Regions from separate parts of the Rattus norvegicus genome. Here region 2 is linked to region 1. Evidence: chromatin contacts called from public Hi-C data. All regions are on one chromosome and are shown on one strand. Each heading gives the region's core, a stretch centred on a gene start, on an enhancer-like site or on the middle of the called end of the contact. The rest is flanking DNA. Distances are from core to core; before and after follow the strand shown.

Evidence for each region. A called contact is a pair of places that touch in the nucleus more often than the background predicts.
Region 2: a contact with region 1 is called in a Hi-C map of kidney, with 2.3 times the contacts expected there. The contact joins the enhancer-like site here to the promoter of Pcyox1l in region 1. A contact is called at or near these places in 8 of 12 Hi-C or Micro-C datasets (the A7r5 cell line, Schwann cells, hepatocytes and 3 more).

What each region holds. Positions count from the first base shown.
Region 1 is chr18:57,429,252-57,432,886 of GRCr8, forward strand. It overlaps Pcyox1l (prenylcysteine oxidase 1 like), which reads right to left and starts at 2,381. Exons shown (of 6, transcript NM_001134542.1): 1 at 2,264-2,381. The coding sequence starts at 2,351.
Region 2 is chr18:57,472,903-57,476,157 of GRCr8, forward strand. It overlaps Afap1l1 (actin filament associated protein 1-like 1), which reads right to left. Exons shown (of 19, transcript NM_001106142.1): 9 at 2,221-2,313. Among named protein-coding and RNA genes, the nearest start is that of Grpel2, 24 kb to the left of the region's middle. Within about 2 kb of position 1,504, at least 4 of the 93 cell types and tissues checked have an H3K27ac peak or open chromatin away from gene starts, as enhancers often do. A contact at or near this core is called in hepatocytes and kidney, where this site is marked.

The DNA.
Region 1 (3,635 bases), core at 1,131-3,630:
GCCATTGCCACACCACATTCAAAAGGTTTGAGGACAGAGAGGGAGCAGGGTTATTCTGTGCCCAGACCCTGGCAGACAGCAAAGTCCACCGAAATATCTATTCCATGTTGAAATAACCAACTCCTTTTCCTCAGTCCTTAGGAGTGAGTCACACCTTTAATCTCAGCACTTGGGAGGCAGTGGCAGGTTGATGTCTGAACTCTGGGGCCAGTCTGGTCTACAGAGCAAGTTCCAGGACAGCCAAGGCTATGCAGAGAAACCCTGTCTCAAAAACCAAAACGTTACTTCCAGAAATACCCTTAGCTTTTTCTTAACCACTCTGCTCTCTTTCCTTCCTCTTGAGAGTCCCAAATTACACATTTCCCCCAAAGAAATGGTCTCCAAAGAAGGTCTGGGGGTGTTACTCAACTCCCACTCTCCAAGGCTCTAAGTAAGATGTCATGTCACTGTGAAGAGGTTTATGAAATACACCTAACGGTGGACATTGTTTTGTCTTATAAGATGTACCAAAGCTCAACGATGAACCAAAGAGGGTTCTGGTTCCCAGGAGCCTAAGCAGCCAATGGGCAGCCAATCACTGTAGAATGATTATTCTACAGTCAGCTAGAATAATCCATAACTAAGTAGGACCTCAGGCTTTCAGGGTATCCTGAGACAAACCTGCATGCCCGTGAGAGCAGAAAGGACAGTGTGGGCAGGCCATCAGGGGGACTCTAAAGGGTCCCAGGGCCACCTAGAAGCATTGAGATGAAACCCTGCTGGAGCCCGAGGACTATGCCCTCAAATAGGAAGCACCCTCTCTTTCCTCCTTTCTAGGTCCTGTCCAAAGCACCAAGGGGTTGAAGGCGTTCAGGTTGAATAGCTAAAGGGTAGCTTGTCATCAGTAGGGGAAGACTTGGGTGATGTGTATCTGGGGACAAGCTGGAAGGAGGCAGGATGCAAGTGTTGGAATCACCATTTGGTTCTGCTGGGAGGGGTCCCTGCCGCACATCTCTAGGAAAATGGGCACTGCACATCCCTGGTCCCTGCCTGCCTAACTCTTCAGTACCCTGCCAAGTCTGCTCCAAAGTCAGTCTCCATTAGGTCTTCTCTTAATACCCAACCCCCAAGATTCTCTCTCCCATGGACTCTCAGTCATGAATCGATTCTCCAGTATGCTTTTGGCAACTTTTTAACCCTTTGTAGCCTGTTGGAGTTTTCTTAGACAATTAAACTTTAGAATTTGTACTGGTTCAGGCACGTCTATGATGTCCCAAGGCACTCCCACCTGCCCTCCCACAGCTAGAAGCTCAGCATTTTCGGTTGTAGGAATTCATATACAAAGAGATTTGAGAATCTCTGAGTCATGCAGAGTGAAAACAAAAGAAAGAAAGAAAGTTGGGAACAAATGCGGAGCTAGTGACAATGACTACACAATGGGGTATTTAGTGAGGTGTCCCCAGGCCTGCAGTTTATTTTGAAATGCTCCAAAATGTAAGTGGTGTTAGTAGCAGGAGTGGGTGGTGGACACATGAACAAGATTGTAAAATGTTTTCAACTTTGCAGTATGCCTCAAGAACTTCGGAATGAAATGTTGGGGGAAAACCACAGAACTAATCATTTTAAAAAAGAAAAAAAAAAAAGGTCGTTAAGAGTTCTATATATTGGGCTGCGGAGATGGACAGTGCTTGCCTAGCTAGTCTGAGGAGAAAAAGTTCCCCACTCTGTCACTCAACAAATCCACCCCCAGCAACCTATTGTTCTGTCCTGTGGAAGGAACTGCCTTCTACAGACCGGAAGTTCTGGTTAAATGTTACTCTTCCAAAGCCTTTTTTAGTTTCTGCAGCACCTGCCAAGTGCTCTCCGGACACGGAACTTTCTCATTCTAAGGAAGGGCCTTTCGTCCTTCAGGAACCACAGCCATTGCCTCTGCTACATAAAAGGCCCTCAGCAGATCCCTGCGAACGCCACCGCCCGCCCTGCTCCTGTCTTGTCACCCGCGAGCTTCTCTAGAGCAAATGTGCAGTGACCATGTGCTTTGCAGACAGCAAGCTGTCAGTGGCTATTCCTGCCCAGGCCCCCTCCTTCCCAGGAGACCCTCTCCTCGTGCTCAAGCCACCCTCCCCATGGTCTCCTCCCCTATGCACTCTTCTTCCGCGCCCAGCAGCCCCTAGCCTCTCCTACACCCAGTTCATCTCCGGAGCAGCCCTCCCCTAACCCCGGTCACCTGCGAACCCTCTTCCCGCCCGTCCTCAGTGAGCACCCCACCGCATCCTTCCCGCACCGATTTTCCCCGGCGGTGCGTCTCCGCCTGCAGCGGCGGCGGTGAGAAGTGTGGCCAGCACGGCGAGCAGCGGGGCAGCGCGGGCCATGGCGGGTGGTGACCAGGCAGCACGCTGCGGATCAGCCTCTAGCGGTTGGCGCTCGACTGTGCGCCCCGCCCTGGCGCCCCACTGGCGATCCGGCCTAGCAGCCTGGCTGGTCTCAGTCTTTCATTGGTCGAGCAACCGTCCTTCTGCAGTACGAAGTCCTCATTAGCTACATCTGTCTCAGGGAGAGCTCAGCCATTGGCAGCGACCCTGTCCCTCCTCCTTGGATGCGGGTTCTTCATTGGTTGGCTCATTCTGCTCAGGCGCAGGTGTGCCACTTCTTTGGATCTCAACATCAGGACCAGGGCCCAGCTGCTGGAAGATGCACAGAAGGGAGTCCAACCAGTTACTAGCTCTGTAGTGTCCCTTTTCTGTGTCTGTTTCCAGGGGACAGAATAATCTGCGCTCTTTCTAGGTTGTGGTGATCACGTGAGATAACAGAGGGGGAAGTCCTTTGGGGGCTTGTCTTTCCAGTGCTGTAAATTGCTGACCAGGCTGGCGACCTGCAGGACTAGACACGCTAGCGTGTGCTTAAACAAGCGGGTCTGCGTTATATCCTGAATTTTTGGTGTTTGTTTTCTTCCAGTTTCTACATTTTACACCTGCCTTCTACCGTCTCTCCCCTCCTTTATTTTTAACTATTTAATTTAGATAGAGGTAGCTTTGGCTGTCTTGGACCTCACTGTGTAGTGGAGGATGATCTCGATCTCCTGATCCTCCCGCCTTCACCTCTCAAATGCTGGGATTATGGAATCTTTGGAGACAGGGTCTCACTTGGTAACCTAGAACGGCTATTCTCCCTCAGCCTCTCAGTTGCTGGGAGGACAGGCCTGAGCCACCATACTTGTTTTAAAATTTATGTGCTCGAGTGTTTGCCTGTGCAGCACCTGTAGCCTGCTCTCCTCTAAAATCAGAAGAGGATGTAGGATCCCACGAAGCCAGAGTTACTCAACATGGATGTGAACCATCATGTTCATGCTGGGAAATGGACCTGGGTGCCAAATGCACAAGAGCAACAAAAGCTCTTAACCACTGAACCATCTCTTCAGCCCTTGTTCCTTATTTTAAATAAGTATTTATTTATCATTGAGTCAGGTTCTCTTATGTGCTGACCACTTAGGGTTTTTTTTGTTTGTTTGTTTTAGTCATATTGACTCTAAAATTTGTTTTTTTCTTTACTTTGTAAAACTGGGGTCTTGTGTTCATTGAATCTAAAGATGAATCTTTAGTTCAATTTTTATTCTTTACATACATTATGTCCTGACTTCTACTTCCACTTCTCCCAGC
Region 2 (3,255 bases), core at 254-2,753, 43 kb after region 1:
CACACACACATGAACACACACACAAACACCCCTCCACACACATTTTGTTGCCAGTCTATTATTTTTAACTCATTATATTAACTGTGAAACAATCATACCCTCACTAATTCATTAATACATTCATTTGCTACAACAGAGATGGAACAGAAATGATGGAAGGACTCACAGTGCTACTGTTACTTATTAGCTGTGGGAAAAATCCATCATCCCCAGTCTCTGTTTTCTCTTGCCAATCACACTCACCAGAGAGCTGGTGTATAGGAATCTATGAAGCCAACGAGTCAGTTCTAACACCCATGTAATTTGCTATTATCTCGTTTCAAGAAGCTAGACTTGGCCCGGCCAGACTTGAGACAGTGTTAAAATGATACCCACTCCTTCAAGAAGGTACAGCAGATCCTGAGGAGGATCCATTAGAACAGGCCCAGTGATGATTTGGGATAAACCCAGCACTAAAGAGCAGTGAGGACAAGAAAGGAGTTTCCCTCTGTCTCTTATGGGCTGGGTGTGGGAGAGGGACCTATCAGGAAGTGTATGGGCTGTCTAAGCATAAAGAGCCTTGATGGTAGGTTCTGAAATAGAAGTTATGGCTCCATTCATTCTACAGCAGCTTCCCCCTCAAGATGGGAAGCAAATACAGAGGAAGGCTGTGGGCACTTTATAAATGAACTCAGGGATGGTATTTCAATCTCATGATCCCATGGAAAGAGACCCCCACCGACACAACATCCTGGCTCTTCTACCAAAAAGACCACCATAAGCACATCAGCTGCCCTCGCCCTGTATACTCAACCACGGCAGAGAACTCCCACCACACAGCTTGTCCACTGTTGCTCTATAGAGCCTTGACCTGTACCAGAGGCCATACCATGGTGTGCATCTGCAGTCACACCCCTCTTCCAGTGTCAATTTCTGTTTTTCTAACAGCCTTACTTCTGGCAAAGGCCAAGCATGGACGGGGCTAGACTTCTCCTTCAGTAGGTACCTGAGACCAAAACTCCAAGGCTGTCTTTCTGACCTCACGCCTTTGCTTCTACTGTTCCCCAACTTCACCCACCTTGGCTCAATTATGTCACGCCTACTCTTTAAGGCTCAGCATAGGCAGGCATCCACGTCCCCCCATACTCCAGCCATCCCAAGCTCCCTGTTCCATCTCCTATCCCTGTCCCGGACCAGGTAAACCAGTTCTCTCTCATTACACCGAGACGCACAGTCCACCTTCACACCCACATTTTCTCTGTTCTGCAACCTGTTCCTGCCGATAAGAGCACCTTTTAAATATAATTTTATTTCATTTTGCCTTTTTAAATCCTTGTCCGAAGCATCACTTCCATGGGAATAGTCCTGAACCTCTGAGACAGGAGCATATCTTCCTGACACACCAGGAACCTGGCACTGTCTCTTTTGGCTTGTACCCAGAGTAGCAGTTACAATGCAGTACGATTACTTTGGCTCAGGTTTGCCTGACTTGGGGCCGTAGGAGTCGTGGGGTCAAGGGTCATACTGGTTTCTGCACAGGGCCTGGTACGGGTGGAGCCTCTCTGTAGAGTTTGCCCAGTGGTTGGTCAAGGTGCTCTGTTGGCGTAAGCAAAGTCCTGAAGAGCCGGTCTGTGTGGCCTGAAACCCTGGCTTGTTCCTCATTTACTACCGGACTTGGTGTTACAGCTTTTTCTTTTGAAAATCTGTCTCCAACACAAGCATTCCAGAAGCGGGGTTTCTGAAAAGAGAACTGGATCCTAAGGGCTCTTCCTCCAGCGGATTTACTCATGGCTAAACTATCTGAAACTGAGGGGAGGCTGCCGTACTCGTTAGACCAGGTGTCTCTTGAGGGCATGTCCTGAGAGAAGATACACCAGGTCCCTTCCTGCCTCCCCGTCTGTTTCCGGTCTTTTATGAGGAGAGCTGCACTGCCTGCCTACACATTTCCCACCTAGGCCTACTATTGCAATAGACACTCTGATGAGGCTCAGCCTCGCCCAAGGCCTGCAGCACACAGCCTGTGGGCTGACTGGAGGTGACCCACAACAAAACTCTCCTCCTTTAGTTGTTGATGGCAGGGGTGTTGTCACAGAGACTAAGTTTGACTTAGCTCTGTTGCTAAGCTTGTACGATGTCACAGGTGTGTGTGTGTGTGTGTGTGTGTGTGTGTGTGTGTTCACCACCAGCCTGTGCTTAGTACCCACTACCGTATCCAGAGGAGATGACTGGAGACAGACATACCTTGTCCTGATCCAGCTTGCACAGGATGACTGGGGATCTGGGGACCTCCAAGCTCTCAGCTCCACCGATGGGCCGGCTGACCTCTCGGATAACCTGTGATGAAGACACAGAGCTGGGGACAGAAGCATGGCGGCTGGTGTTCGTGGAATCAGGACTGTGTGAAGAGGACTAGGACCACCAGGAGGCAGAGTAGGGTTGAACTAGACATCTGCATAACTGTTGGCACGTCTGAGTCTGTCTGAAAGGACTTTCTACATCTGTAAGGACACTGCTCTCTGCTGCCTGAGGAGGGGGAGACCCTGGAGAAGAATGGTATGAATCTCAAAGACTCACAGTGGTGCAGGGCCTGCTTCTGTGAGCGCTAGGACATTTATCATAGCCTCCAGGTGGCTGGGGTCGTCCCCTTGCTTTCAGTGACGTGGAAACTGAGTCCCTTACTCAAGGTTGTAGGAAAAAGCATGCAGGTGATAAAATCTGAAAAATCAGTGTCTAAACTGGGCGTGGTGGTGGCGCACACCTTTGATTCCAGCGCTCAGGAGGCAGAGGCAGGTGGATCTATGAGTTCAAGGCCAGCCTGGTTTATTGAGTGAGCTCCAAGACAGCCAGACTATACAGAGAAACCCTGTCTCAAACTAAACTAAACTAAACCAAACCAAACCAACAACAGCGAAAGGGCACCATGTGATGCTCAACTAGAGAGCAGCATTTATCCCCACAGCAGTCTGTGATCCCCCAGTTACAGGAGAGATGATGTGACTTGGAGATAAAGGCTCTGGTTGGAGGCCGCTGAGCCAGACCCACAGTAGGCTATGTGACTGCCAGACGGTACGCCTTGGGCTAGACGACGGAGGACCAGAATAGCCAGGCAGATCCCTCCGAACCCTGGGCCTCAGGCTCCAGCTTCTGACTCATAAGGAGCCTGAAGCTTGAGGCTCCCAGAAGGCAAGCTTTCTCCCTTCCATCCCCTCAGGACACAAAGGATAAGAATACTGAACATTCCAGGGAGAGCTGATTCTCACCAGAGAAGGAAGGGAG